Linked DNA regions of Sus scrofa: regions 2 and 3 are each linked to region 1. A link is a contact called in public Hi-C data. All regions are on one chromosome and are shown on one strand. Each heading gives the region's core, a stretch centred on a gene start, on an enhancer-like site or on the middle of the called end of the contact. The rest is flanking DNA. Distances are from core to core; before and after follow the strand shown. Region 1 has its middle 90 kb from the start of ZFP64. Region 2 overlaps ATP9A (ATPase phospholipid transporting 9A (putative)). Region 3 overlaps ATP9A (ATPase phospholipid transporting 9A (putative)).

The links. A called contact is a pair of places that touch in the nucleus more often than the background predicts.
Region 2: a Hi-C map of fetal liver shows a contact between it and region 1, with 3 times the contacts expected there. The contact joins two enhancer-like sites. A contact is called at or near these places in 1 of 5 promoter capture datasets (liver), 19 of 47 Hi-C or Micro-C datasets (brain, embryonic fibroblasts, epiblast stem cells and 12 more) and 2 of 2 datasets of contacts at active chromatin or transcription factors (alveolar macrophages and skeletal muscle).
Region 3: a Hi-C map of fetal liver shows a contact between it and region 1, with 2.9 times the contacts expected there. The contact joins two enhancer-like sites. A contact is called at or near these places in 1 of 5 promoter capture datasets (liver) and 19 of 47 Hi-C or Micro-C datasets (alveolar macrophages, brain, embryonic fibroblasts and 11 more).

What each region holds. Positions count from the first base shown.
Region 1 is chr17:53,367,311-53,371,960 of Sscrofa11.1, forward strand. It overlaps a transcript of ZFP64 not described here. Among named protein-coding and RNA genes, the nearest start is that of ZFP64, 90 kb to the right of the region's middle. Within about 2 kb of position 2,226, at least 3 of the 83 cell types and tissues checked have an H3K27ac peak or open chromatin away from gene starts, as enhancers often do. A contact at or near this core is called in fetal liver, where this site is marked.
Region 2 is chr17:52,972,490-52,977,139 of Sscrofa11.1, forward strand. ATP9A (ATPase phospholipid transporting 9A (putative)) reads right to left here. Exons shown (of 28, transcript NM_001114672.1): 15 at 1,711-1,872. Among named protein-coding and RNA genes, the nearest start is that of NFATC2, 85 kb to the left of the region's middle. Within about 2 kb of position 1,867, at least 6 of the 83 cell types and tissues checked have an H3K27ac peak or open chromatin away from gene starts, as enhancers often do. A contact at or near this core is called in fetal liver, where this site is marked.
Region 3 is chr17:53,022,598-53,027,247 of Sscrofa11.1, forward strand. All of the region lies in intron 4 of ATP9A (ATPase phospholipid transporting 9A (putative)), which reads right to left. Among named protein-coding and RNA genes, the nearest start is that of ATP9A, 47 kb to the right of the region's middle. Within about 2 kb of position 2,129, at least 7 of the 83 cell types and tissues checked have an H3K27ac peak or open chromatin away from gene starts, as enhancers often do. A contact at or near this core is called in fetal liver, where this site is marked.

The sequences.
Region 1 (4,650 bases), core at 976-3,475:
TGCCATGGACCAATATCCAGACAGAGCAGAGGGAGCCTCAAACAAAGCCCTGATACAATAGAAATGCTCGTGTATAGTGTGCTGGGTGTTCAGGACCCGTGCCAGTGTTTCACAGTCAAGTCATCTCCAGCCTTCGAGAGCCTATGTTACTGCTTATGGGCAAAAAACACTCACAACCCAGCATCTCCTTCCAGGTGTTAACTCAGCACAAGCTACTCTGGAGCCATGATTTCCTGGCACCCTTTGCAACAGCAGTGGTGGATGATCAGCCAGGTAGCTTGAGGGAGCTGAACAGAAGTTTTATGTGCAAATTTCCAGCCATGGTGAAGGGACAGAGGGTGGCCTCCTCCTACCCTGGCTGGAGTTTAAACTGCTAGCACCTTGGACTGCGTGTTGAAATGTGGGGGTGGGGGTGAGAAGAGCGAAACCAAAATGCCCCATGTCATAAAAATCACAGTCGTAGTTCTTGGTTCTTCCCCACTGCCACCTGCAGCCCAGCAAAATGAGGAAAGGACACATAAGCGAGTCAATTTTTGTCATCTTAAACCAGTTGATTTTATCATTCAGCCCAATGCCTAAAATGGCCCATTTTACAGATGAGCAAATAGAATCTGAGGTACGATCTCTAGCAGGATGTCAATCAGATAGTAGTGCCAGAGGCAGGGCTATTCTTACCCGCTTCCTCCTCAACCCTGTTACTTTTTAACAAAACAAGGCTCTTTTGGGATTGTTCTGTCTTCACCCTACTCAGATCAACTCTAACAAAGTGGGTTGTTTTTGTTTTGTTTTGTTTCTCTTGACTGGAGACCCAGCCTAGTACTTTGGTTAAAAATGTGGACTCTGGAGCTACACTTCTGGCCTGAAACTTAACTCTGGGCTAGAAGTTTCTTCACCTTCCTGCTTCAGTTTCTGTATTTGAACAAGAGCCAGAGACGAGGGTAAGGAGGTTGAAGCAATCCTCTCTGCTGCCCATACAAAGTGGTGCCTAAATCACAGATGTCCCTAAGTATTTTAACACGATTTTTCTAAAAATCAAACATAATGCAGAAAAATCCACAATGAACACAATCAGAATCTGACAGATTGGACCAAGGCTGCCCAGGCCAACTTTTTTTTTTCCCCTTTTCTAGGGCCACTTCCCGTGGCATATGGAGGCTCTCAGGCTAGGGGTCCAATTGGAGCTACAGCTGCTGGCCTACGCCAGAGCCACAGCAACTCGGGATCCAAGCCTCGTCTGTGATCTATACCACAGCTCATGGCAACGCTGGATCCTTAGCCCACTGAGCAAGGGCAGGGATCACACCTGCAACCTCATGTTCCTAGTCGGATTCGCTAACCACTGTGCCACGACGGGAACTCCTGCCCAGGCCAACTTCTAATAAAACTTTGTTTACAAAAACAAAGTAACTGACCTGCAGGCCACAGTTTGCTGAGTGAAAAAGCACTGCTTTAAAATAGTCGATGACTGAGTTTTCAGTGCCCTTGTCTCACTCAGGTTCCAGTCGTGGACGGCACCAGGAGGAGTGAGGAGTTAACGCAGGTCAAGTTCTTGGCCCAGGGCCCGGCTCAGAGTCAGGACCCACATCAACAGAGCAACGGGATTGGAGGCGCATCTTTTTCTTTTGGAAATTAAATTCAGGGACAAAGGTAGGCACGTTCTACAGCGTTTAGAAGGCAGCTCAGAACCTTCAGTAGAGGACAGCAAGAGAGTGTCACTTGATTTCTGGACTCTCTGCTGGAGATTCTACAGCTGCACCGAAAAAGAATGGAAAGGAGACAGCGTTTCTCAATGCCTCGCCTGGAACCCATCTGCCTCTTGCACGAGGCTGCCCCTTCCTAGAAGGGACCCCAGGAAACCTGGAATTCTCAGTATTTCTCCCATCCTACCTTGTTGCTTGCCTTCAATAGCCCAGCTCAGGGGGTCAGCAAAAGATGGTCTTCCAACTCACAGCCTGTTTTTTTGTAAATACAGTTTTACTGGCACACGGCCACACCCACTCACTTACCTACTCTCTGCGGCCGCTTCAGTGACAGTGGCAGAGCTGAGGGATGGTGCTACAGAGGCCAACAGAGTGGAAGAGTTTCGACTGAGACCGAGCCCAGCAAAGCCCCAAATATTTACTATCTGGCACTTAACTAAAAAAAAGTTCCCTGGCCTCTAGTCCAGGTGACGTCAAACTGCAAACATACTCATTCATCAATTTCCCCTTTCAGATCCACAGCGACCTTGGCAGAACGGAAGAGGGCAGAGAAACGCTGCCTTTCTGGTCCTGTGCCATGTCAGCGGCCTCTTAGCTATTACGGCTTTTTCCCAGTTTTATTTGGTGATTAGCTGTGTATTTATTTACTTATTTTTATTTATTTTTGCTCTTTAGGGCCACACTCACGGCATACGGAAGTTCCCAGGTGAGGGGAACTACAGCTGCCGGTCTACGCCACAGCGACGCGGGATCCGAGCCGCGTCTGCGACCTCCACCACAGCGCACGGCAACGCCGGAACCCACGGAGCAAGGCCAGGGATCGAACCCGAAACCTCCTGGATACCATTCGGATTCCTTTCCACTGCGCCACAATGGGAACTCCTAGCTGTGTCTTTTCAGTCTCCTCCGAGCACTGTTAGCCCGTTCACGCTCCCATTTCCTGAATGATTTTTTTGCTGTGTTGGAGCACATTCTTTTTCTGTCTGCTTGCCTTGGCGCACAGAGTTTCGTCAGAAAAGAGAACTTAGGGCTCCATAATGCCCCACGTATTTAGCAATTGGTCCTAAACATTGTGCAGACCTCTCTGGGCGTTCACGTCTGCTAGGTCAAACCTCTAGGTGACACCAGTGTGGACCCAAGACCCTTGAAGTCTATACAGCGGTGAAAAAAGTGCCTTCTAAAAGGGCTGCTATTGTTCCTGTTTATCTGAAGAGCCATAACACCCGAAGTACAAGGAACGTTTTTATGATTTCGATCTATGGGTTCCCACTTGAAAGGTCAACAGCCCTCTGTTACTAGAACAGAAACACAGATAAGACTCATGACAAACGGCAGAAAGGGGACAACAGAATGCGTACGATGCACCAGAATTCAATAACCAGACACTTGCGAACAACCGAAAATAGTTCCAAAACCAAGAAGCGGTAACTTCGACCGAGGGTCTCTGCCGTCATCTCTGCCTTTTCTTCTTACATGAAGATTCAACAGTGTGTTATCACGCGGCCAAGGTCAAACATAAATGGAATCAGATTTGTTCAAACAGTTTCTAAAATAAGCTCTGGACCTCTTACTATTCCCTAAGTAAAATAGTCCCCCGTATACAATTTATAAAAAAAATTTTGTTTTTACATCTTTTCCTCATGTATCAAAAACAACGGGATCTATTCAGTGTTTTAAAAGCACAGACATTTAGCTTGCTGAGGGCACATAAGAACTTGTATTAAACAAAGACTGTATTTGAAGAAAAGAACAAAGCAACTTTGGATAAATTATATACCCACTGGCTGGCATTCCACAGCCACCTCTAAGTTCTCATCAAGTAAAGTGTCCATTTTACAAGAGGTCTGGGGTTTCATTTGTTTGTTGGTTCAGCAAACACCGAATGCTTACTGTGACCAAAGACACCAGTTCCGGGCTTTCCTACACATCACATGTCCCAGAACCAAGCCCAGGACCCACTGGGCCCTTGGTCTCTTCTTTACGAACACAAGTACACAAATGTGGAATTTTCACAACACACAATTACAGGCTGCACTAGTGTTAGCTTGATCTTTGGCGCCACCTACAGATCAAACGGCATTTCGCTTCTCTGGGGCACCAAGACATGAAGAAATCTTCCGTGCATTTCTAAGGAAATTACTAAGGGGCGGGGCGGCACTGGCGACCCCCACTGCCACCATAACCTGTCTATGGGAGAACATAAAAGTGGGCTGTCCCTCTTTCATCCTTCTACAAACGAGTCTGCCTTTTTATTTTAAGACAACAGATAAAAGGAACCACACAAAAATGCGTAAGGCATAAACCACCACGTAGGTCAGGAAACCGAACTTTTCTGGCCACCCCAGACCCCACCATCACCCAGACCTTTCTGGCTCTACACATCAGAGTAGTGTTAGTTTTTTCCATGTCATCTAGTTTCATAATTTCATGGAAGACGGATCAGATTTAGACCTGGCATCCACCAAGAAGAAACTATCCCTACTGGATAGAGCAGTGCTTGATGGACCCCCCACCTTGGAACCAAGGCAACTTGCTTGGACAGTTCGGAAGAAGAGAGTGGCATAGAGTGGGTTCTCCATCGTGGGGCGTCAGTGACTGCAGCCATTACCTCTGCAGGCCTATGAACTTGGAGGGGTCCCCAGGCTTGGTGACTCAAGCCTGGCTCGATGGCCTGACGGCAGAGGGCCCGGCTGGGGCATGTGTCTGGACATCTGGACAGCTGACCACCCTCTTTGGTGGAACTAGAGGCACTGGCTGGGTTCCAGGGATGTCTCAAGCTGCCCCACGGAGACCAGGGCGCCCAGCTGCCCCGAGACACTGCTTTCGGGCGGGAAGGTGACCAGGCCTGAGTTCTTGTTCTCACTGTGGTCACTGTGCTGCTTCTTATGGCACCGCAGAGAGTCGTCCCTGACGAAGGAGGCCCCGCAGGTCTCACAGCGGAAGGCCCTCT
Region 2 (4,650 bases), core at 617-3,116, 400 kb before region 1:
CCCACAAAAGAATGAAGTTAAACCCCTACCTCACGCCATATACAAAAATAACTCAAAATGAGAGTTCCTGTTGTGGCTTAGTGGGTTAAGGACCCAATACTGTCTCTATGAGGATGTGGGTCCTATCCCTGGCTTGGCTCAGTGGGTTAAGGACCCAGTGCTGCAGCAAACTGTGGCATACATCACGGATGTGGCTTGGATCCACTGTTGCCATCGCTGTGGCCACAGTTGCAGCTCCAATTCGACCCCTAGACTGGGATTCCCCTATAGTGCAGGTGTGGCCATAAAAAGAAAAGGAAAGAAAAAAAAAAAAAAAACTCAAAATGGATCAATGACCTCAAAAGATAAAACTACCAAAAACTTCTAAAAGAAAATATAAGGGTAAATTTTCATGACCTCAGATTTAGCGATGGACAATCAGATATGACACCAAAGTCAAGAACAACAAAGGAAAAAATAAACTGGACTTCATCAAAATCAGTAACTTCTGTGCATCAAAGGAATTTTATCAAGAAAGTGACAAGACAAGCTACAGAATAAAAGCAAATATTTGTATATCATCACTCTGATAAGCGTCTAGTATCCAGACCATATAAAGACCTCTTAACCCAACAAGAAAGACAGCCCAATTAAAAAGTGGGCAAAGGGCTTGAACAGACATTTCTCCAAGGAAGAAATACAGGTGGCCAATAAATATAAGAAAAGACGCTCAGTATCCCTAGCCATTAGGGAAACACAAATCAAAACAATGAAATACCATTTCCTAACAACTAGGAGGGCTACAATTAAAAAAAAAAATAGGAAAATAACAGGTGTTGATGAGGATGTGGAGAAACTAGAGCCTTCATACATTGCTGGTGGAATGTAAAAAGGTGCAGCATTTTGCAGAAAACTTTGTAGGGTCCTCATAAAGTTAAAAGATAGAATTATCTAGCAATTTGGAAAAGGACTCAGCTATTCCACTCCTAGGTATCCACTTGAAAGAAGTGAAAACATGTATTCAAATCCTCATATACAAATGTTCACAGTCACACTATTCACAATAGCCAAAAGGTGGAAACAACCCAAATGTCTGTCGATGGATGAATGGATAATCAGCGTGAAATATTACTGGCCATTAAAAAGAAGGACGTACAGATAAATGCTGCAAGACGGATGTGTATCTTACAGATACACAAGGTCACATACTGTGTGATGCCATTTATATGAAATACCCAGAAGAGGGAAATCCTAGAGACAGAAAGGAGATTGGAGATTTGCAGGGATGAGGAGGAAGGTGGTGATATGGGAGGGACTGCTTTATGGGTACAAGGTTTCCTTTTGAGGTGATGCAAATGTTTCAAAACCTGACAGCAGCCCTGGCTGCAGGAGAGATCCTGAAGATACTCAATGCCAACGGATGACACGTTTAAATAATGTGGATTCCACCGCCGTAGAAAACATTTAATTAAAGAAGAGCGTGTACAAGAGAAATGCCCAACCCACACCCATTAGACCTTCCCCTCTGGACCTGGGTTAACCAAAAGCTGATCAGCAATCCGAGATCTGTCCAGTGGAGGAACTACCTCTCTCTGCTGAGGGAAGCCTGGACCACAGACATCACGATAGAATCAGAAAGGGATGAAAAAGCGTGTGGTGCCACAGGGACACACACAGCCGATTTGGGGCATTTTTTAAACCAATTTAAGTCATAAAGCAAAGCTCACTCACCCTCACGATGATGCCCATGCGTTTGCTCTCGTAGGTGAAAGGGAAGATCTGCAAGATGGTGAAGTTCAGGATCTGGTCGCCAGGGGTCCTCAGCTGCATGGACGACTGGTCGCGGCCCACAAGCGTTAAGCCCACACTCTCGGTCCACTGCACCAGGGCCACCTAAAAGGGAGAAGGGTCGAAGGTCAGACATACAGCCGTGGGTCCCTGTTCACAGGTCAAGCAAATGAACGCAACGGTGGACAGAGGAGCAGAGACGGGTGGCGTGAGCAGTGCCCAGTGACAGCCCAGCAAAGGCTCCTCTGGTCCCGCCGGAGCTCCGCGCTTACAGCTGCCTTCTCCAGGCCCAGTAGCGGGCCACATGCCAGAGCCGCTGCAGAGAGAGACGCACGGGTTCAAGCTGATCCGTGCAAGCACGGAGCAGGACTGGAAGAATCTGCACCAGGCGGACGGCAACTATCGGGAAGGGCGGAGGTGCAGCCGGCTGGGACCGGTGCCGCCCGCGTCAGGCTCTCCGTAGCACTTCGGGCACACTCCGCCGGGAGGGAGTCCACAGCAGTCCTCCACTGGGCAATCCGGCCCCCCAAGGGCCACGTGGCAACGTCTGGGTCATTTTTAGTTGTCCCAACTGGGGAGGGGGTATCTGCTACTGGCATCTCGTGGGTGGAGCCAGGGATTCTGCAAAACATCCTCAACACGCAGGACAGCCACCACCACCGAGAGCCACCACATCGCAAATGGCAGCACTGCTGAGGACAAGGACGCCAATCTGCAGGGAGGGGGACACTGAGGCTCGGAGAAGCTTATTACCGGGGCCTGGGGTGATGGGCCGAGGAAACAGCCAGGCCGGGTGAGACCCCGGGTCTACCCGGCACAGTCCCGCCCCCCAGAACCCTCCGCACTTCTGGACGCGCGGTTTCCTTGCCGGCTGGGAGGGACTTTCTCACAGCCTGAGCAAGGCTCGCTTCACTTCAGGTCAAAGGCATGGAGGAAGCAAATTGCACGACAGGGGCCAAGCTGGTCAGGCCAGAGGTGGAGAGGGCCAGGTGGGGACTGCACGGGGGCGGCAGGGGGGTAGACAAGAGCCCCATCGGACGGAGGCTGCGAGAATGCGGCTCCAGGCTGGCCAGAGCTTCCAGTTTCTCAGGAAAAGCCAGAAATGTGACCTTGTGCCTGAGATCTCGAACTTCTAAATGTGAGCAATGAAGCTGCATGCCTTAAACACCTATGAAGAAAGAAAATAAATCGCTGTCCACAGAGGCATCTGGTCTGGGTCTTCAGACAAAGAAGCAAACAGCAGTGGGAAAGGTGGGGGCAGAATGGGGAGCTGGGGAGGGGAGCCCACCAAGCCCTCACCCGCACTGCCACCTGGAGGGGGGCCCTCCGGGCTGGGCCTGGGGGAGGCGGGGCTAAGTATGAAGATCCTCCGGTGTGGGGACCAGCTGCAGGACAAGGTCATCTGCTTACTGGTCAGAACAGCGCACGGAGGCAGGAGTGAGCAGCCGGCTCTACCTGAGGGATGAAGAAACACTCAGACAAGGTGAGACGAGCGGCTCTCAGCGGGCTGAGATGAGATCCGATCCCAGGTCTAGCTGACCCAAGTACGAGGCCCAAGGCCAAAGGCAAACCCGGGTCCCGCAGACGCCCGTCCTCCAAACAGAGGCGCATGCACCTCGCTCGTCCTCAGTGCCTGCCCGGCCACCGCTGGCTCACGTCACCGTTAGATAGTTGATGAGAGGCATGGCAGGCAGAGGAACAGCCCCCAAAGATGCCCACAGCCTAATGCGCACTGAGCTCCACCTCCAAAAAAGGGGCTAATCAAGTAATGGTCAATTATTTGGGGTTATTTGGGGGGGGGTGCTATTAACCTGCATAATCTTTGGAAACTCATTCTCTGTTTAATCTAACCACTCTGAATTTCAACATGACATGTCTTCTCTGCTAACAATCTTCTTTCAGAGTTTAAAATGAACAAATCTGGGAGTTCCCGTTGTGGTGCGGCAGAAACAAATCCGACTAGTATCCATGAGGATGCAGGTTCGATCCCTGATCAGTGGGTTGGCACCTGGCATTGCCGTGAGCTGTGGTGTAGGTTGAAGATGCAGCTCGGCATCTTCTAGGCCAGCAGCTGTAGCTCCGATATGACCCCTAGCCTGGGTACTTCCATATGCTGCGGGTTTGGCCCTAAAAAGCAAATAAGTAAATAAAAGTAAAATAAAATAAAATGAACAAATCTAGGAGTTCTCTGGTAGCCTAACAGTTAAGGATCCAGTGTTGCCACTGCTGTGGTATGGGGTTCAATCCCTGGCCCAGGAACTTCTGCATGCCCTGGGTGTGGCCAAAAAAATAAACTAAAATGAACAAATTTGTAAACATCAGTATATGTAAAATAATCCCATCTGTATATATAAAAAAAACTTGGGTATATGCATTAAAATGCTTATAGGATTAAGAGAAATTACTTCTGGCTTTTATTTTTCTCTGTACTACTAAAATATTCTAGCAACTACATGCATGTTTTATTTTTAATTGTGATTAAGTAAATGTCCCAGCACAAGATAACACACACACAGGTATCTGCCAGCCCCAAAAGCTTGACTAAATTTACCCCTTCCTTTACAGACCCGTTTAGTAAAAAGAAGAAAATTCTTCTCTGGGTGCTTTCTAACACTAACTGGGTTCATCCTTGCTTTTAAGCACCTGTTACTTCGCCCCTTAAAAACTGACTTCATTGTTCTGCAAAGATGTGAAAAGTCTGTGACACTAGGCTTCAAGGAGATATGATTATTCCCCTAAAGCCTGTTCTTAACTTCAATCAAGAAAGAATCTGGAATTCCAGGATGGCATGGCTTTCAGGGCTTGGCCAGCCAGGGACACCCCTTTCTCCCCAAGCCCTGGACCCCACAGGACGGTGCTGGAGGGCAGGTTGAGCCATAAATC
Region 3 (4,650 bases), core at 879-3,378, 340 kb before region 1:
ACGACTCTTGCCGGCTGTTTATCTGGATAATAGGAGCTGACATTAAACACTAATTCTGTGCTAAGTGCTGTATAGATACGGACACGCTGGTGGCTTCACTCGCGCCCCTCTACGGCCCCAGAAGATCCCATCTCTAGTTTTCTGACAAGGACAGGGGGCTCAGAGACGCCCCACCTTCCGGGAGCCCACAGTTAGAAGAGGCCAGCCCCAAGAGTCCACGCCCAGCGACTCCAGAAGATGGAAGAAAGAACAAGGAGATCCGATCGACTCGAAAAACATTTACTGAGCGTCAGGTCCTAGGAATTCAAAGATCAAAGACAGTCCTCCCCCCCGTGAAAAAGCTCACGGTCTCGGAGAGGAATCGGCAGGCCTGTCCGGGGAAGAGCAGGACAGGAGGCGGTGTGGCTCTGCAGGCCAACAGGCGGCCTCGGCATTCCCAGCAACTTCCTCCCCAAAGCCAACAGTCTTCGTGTGTGTGTGTGTGTATCTTACTTTTGTCTTATTTTTTATTTTCCTGTCTTTTGTCTTTTTTAGGGCCGCACCTGCAGCATGGAAGTTCCCAGGCTAGGGGTCGAATCGGAGCTACAGCTGCCAGCCTACACCACAACCACAGCAACGCGGTATCCGAGCCACATCTGTGACCTACACCACAGCTCACGGCAACGCCCGATCCTTAATCCACTGAGTGAGGCCAGGGATCGAACCTGTAGCCCCATGGATGCTAGTCAGATTTGTTTCCACTGAGCCACAATGAGAACTCCTGTACATTTATATGTTAAAACGTAAGAGCTGTTCTTGGTTCCTGGACTGTATCAAACAAAAAGAAAGGTGGTGAACTGACTTGGCCCACTGGCTACAGTCTCCAAACCCAAGAGCTGGTAAAAAAGACAGCCAGACAGATGCTGTTAGTGCAAAATAGCATATGAAGCGATGGAGTGAGTCCAGTGCATGAAGGGAGCAGAGGAAGGAGACCTCGCCCTCTGAAGGCGGACAGGGAGCAGGGCCCGGCACAGAGAAGGCTCTGCACTCACCACTCAAGCACCGTTAACTGGCACACCTGCTGGAGGCCAGGCCTTCTAAGGGTGGGGACACGTGGGACGCAGCTGGAGCGGAGGGAAGGCAGCAATAGACAATAACGAATGAACAGGCCAGGGGTGGGGGGGTGTCAGCAAGTGCTTTACAGGAGAGTCCGGGTCAGCTTTAACCAGATGGCGGATACTGGTTACCAGCATCAGGTAAAAGGAAGGCACAAGATGGGAGAAACGGATGAGTACACGTGTGTGCACCTGCAGACCGGAAGCACCGCGTGGAAGAGGAAGAGATGAGGGGCTGGTGGGGCCAGGTGGTCCCGCATCCGGGGAACAAGCCTATCAAGGAGGTGCGTCTTGATCCTGTCGATGAGTCAAATTCCCATACAAGGGAGCAACAGCATTAAAACTCTTCATGTTATGGGCGTCTCATAATAAGCCCATTTAACTTATAAACATTCAGCAGAGAGAGGAAACACAGTAACGACCCTCAGTCCTCCTCGATAAAACAGATGTCCCAGAGCAAGGGTGACCGGGAGTCAGGAATCTCCTGTCCCTCACCGTGGACTCCTTCATTCAACCCATACCCAGCATCCACCACCTGGGAACTGGCGGGAGTTTCTTTAGGGTTAAATGGAACTTAAAGACGCTAATGAAATAATCGCAGTGTGCAACTCTGGATTTTTAGGATTTTCCACACTATTGGACACTTTTCACCTAATTTAATGCCGTGGGTCATTTTAGCAATTCCCCACTGTTGGGCTGTGGCAAAGCATTCCACTGACTTCCAGAAAGCCCACGGCCGATGGCATGAGCTGGATGACCCTCCACTGCTCGCAAGATGTTTAAATCCTCCCCGTTAGAGCAGCTCCCAGTACGAGGTCAGCTTGTGATAGAGTCTCGCCTTCCTAAAGCACAACTCAGACCCAATGGCCTGAGCCTGGGCACCCTCACGAGAGACCCATCAGCCTCAACCGTCCACAACGTCAAAGCCTTTACAGAAGGAATGCAGAACAAACGCCAACCCTAGGAGGCGGCTCCTCAGAAATGGCGAAAGGAACAGTGAGCCAGATGCACAGAACTATGTTCCTGCCAGAACAATTCCTCTTGTCCCACTAGGGGGCAGCAGGACAAACACACACAGACACACGGTGCTTTCGGGGGAGCCATCAGGGCCTTCCTCGAAGGAAGCTCGTAAATTCAGCGTGGCCCCCTGCGCCGGCGAACTTTCCCTTCCCCTGGGCTCCCCTCAACTTTCCCAAACATAAATTTACACGTTGTCTTGGGGTTTATGACCGAAATTTATGCTGGTGGCCTGACCCAAATCATCAGTGAGCCTGTGTTCTGATCTTTCAGAGCTACTTACGGGATTTCTCTTAATATTGAGCCCTAAGAAGGACACTGTTATACTGCTTATGAAATAATAACCGCTATGGATACGTGTGTGTTAGGGAGACAGAGGCCAAAACCAGGGGGCTTAGACTGAAAGGGTTAATGGGGATTGTTTCTGAGAAGAAAGGAGATCAATCCTTTTCTTTGGCATACCTCCTTTCTGAATTCTTCAAGGATTTTTCTAAAATAAGCATGAGCTGCTCTTCCAATAAGAAAAACCTATACAATAAATTAACGTTGCTCTAACTTTTAAGTGGCTGGGCCCAGATTTTCCCTTCTACGACGGAGTCCTGATTTATGATCTCGGTTCATCTGAACTCTGCCTCTCTGTCCATCTGCTCTACCTCAACCAAAAAAACCTTTCATCTGCCGTATTTGCAGAGCAGTGTCTGACTCACCCCAGCAGGCCGATCCCTCCCACAAACGCTCCTACTGTAACGGGCCGTCGGGCACCCGGATGCCGGCTCCATCTCAGGAGCCACGCCGCCACAAGGTCACGGGCGTTTCTCAGCCACGGCTCCCTCTTTAGCAGCTTGGTGCTCGGCGGGCATAAGCCTCAGCTCCGCAGCCTCCACAACCACAACGGGAGACCCTCAGACTACTGAGCAAACACACGAGTGGGTCCCGACCTTCGTAAATTTGGACTTCCAGGACCACGGTGACATTTCTGGGTGATCAAAAATGTGACGTTTGGGCCTGTATGTAGGACACGCGTTTAGTGGGTATCGGTGTGCCTGTGTGTCCTTTCTGAGAAAAGACAGAAAAGCCCAGAAGCATGAAAGGAGGCAGAGCGGCAGGAAGGAAAGACAAGGGATGCAGACACCGCTACCGGCGTCTAGCGTTCATCTGACAAAACGCCCGTCTCCGAGGAAGCGGCAGGTTGGTGGGAAGGCACAGCCGGGGCAGGAGGAAGAGGAGGCAGAGAAAGCGGACTGCAGTGGGCACTGAAGGGCCCGACCGGCAGCCGCTGGGATGAACTCCTGGAACAAGACAACTCTTGAGACTGTGGAGGAGGCCCCCCCCCACGATTTCTAGTCTCATGCGAACCACCGTTCTGAGTCTTCTACCGACGTCCTTGCACAAAAAGGAAGAACAAGAAACTCTCGCACTCTGGCAGAGCTTCCCAGCGTCCCAGTAAAGGAATACGAGAAATGAAAAAGAGCTTTTCCCGTCGTGGCTCAGTGGTTAGTGAATCTGAATAGAAACCATGAGGTTGCAGGTTCAATCCCTGGCCTCGCTCAGTGGGTTAAGGATCTGGTGTTGCTGTGGCTGTGGTGTAGGTCGGTGGCTACAGCTCCGATTTGACCCCTAGCCTGGGAACCTCCATATGCCGCGGGAGCAGCTCAAGAAACGGCAAAAAGACAAAAAAAAAGAAAAGAAAAATAGCATATTGATAGCAATTATCACCTACCTCGAAAGAGGCACTCTCCCTACAGTCCATTACCTGGTGGTTGGAAGGACATTCGCTCCCAGCCCCACAAGGACAAACTTCTCAAGCACTCCTATTGTTTCTGTTTTGTTTTGTCATTTACCCTAGAGATTCCCAAGCACTCCTATTTATTTATTCTTTTACTTACTTTTTGTCATCTACCCTAGTTAACTCCTAAAACTGCCAGAAGCAGCACGCCTCTCGGGCCTGTGACCCGCGTATTCACCCAGATGCGCCCCCGCGTGGATGAGTGACTCCTGTCTTCCTCTAAAATTCCTCCCCACTTTTGCACAAGGGAGCCCATATTTTCCTTCTGCACTGAGCCCCACAAAGCACGCAGCTGGTCCCGAACAGCAGTGAACACACGCAGTCACATCTTCATCCTGATGCGCACGGGAAAATCCGGCCGTGGTCTGACAACGGAAACCCCGCAAGTCTTCCACGGCGCCCCCCAGGCCAAAACGTTTCTCTTTCGGATCCCGTCTCCCCCAGACTCCCACTTCCAGGCTCTGGGACTCTTGCAGATCTTTGTAGAAACCCCACAGAAACAGGGTAAGAGATTTTTCAAAGGTTAAGCGGCAGATTTCTCTGCCGGCCACATCTCAAATCATGAAATCCTTTCTAGAAAATCAAGGCATCCCATTCAGCTTTCGCCACATCACCCAAGTCACCTCGGAGCCGGAGCTGATACCAGGGAACAAACTTCCAATTACTGGAGCTGTTTATTTCTGCAGAGATGGACCTCCAAGCCTTTCGTAAGCAAACCTATTGAGCTCAAACCATGCTTTTCATGGATGAGAG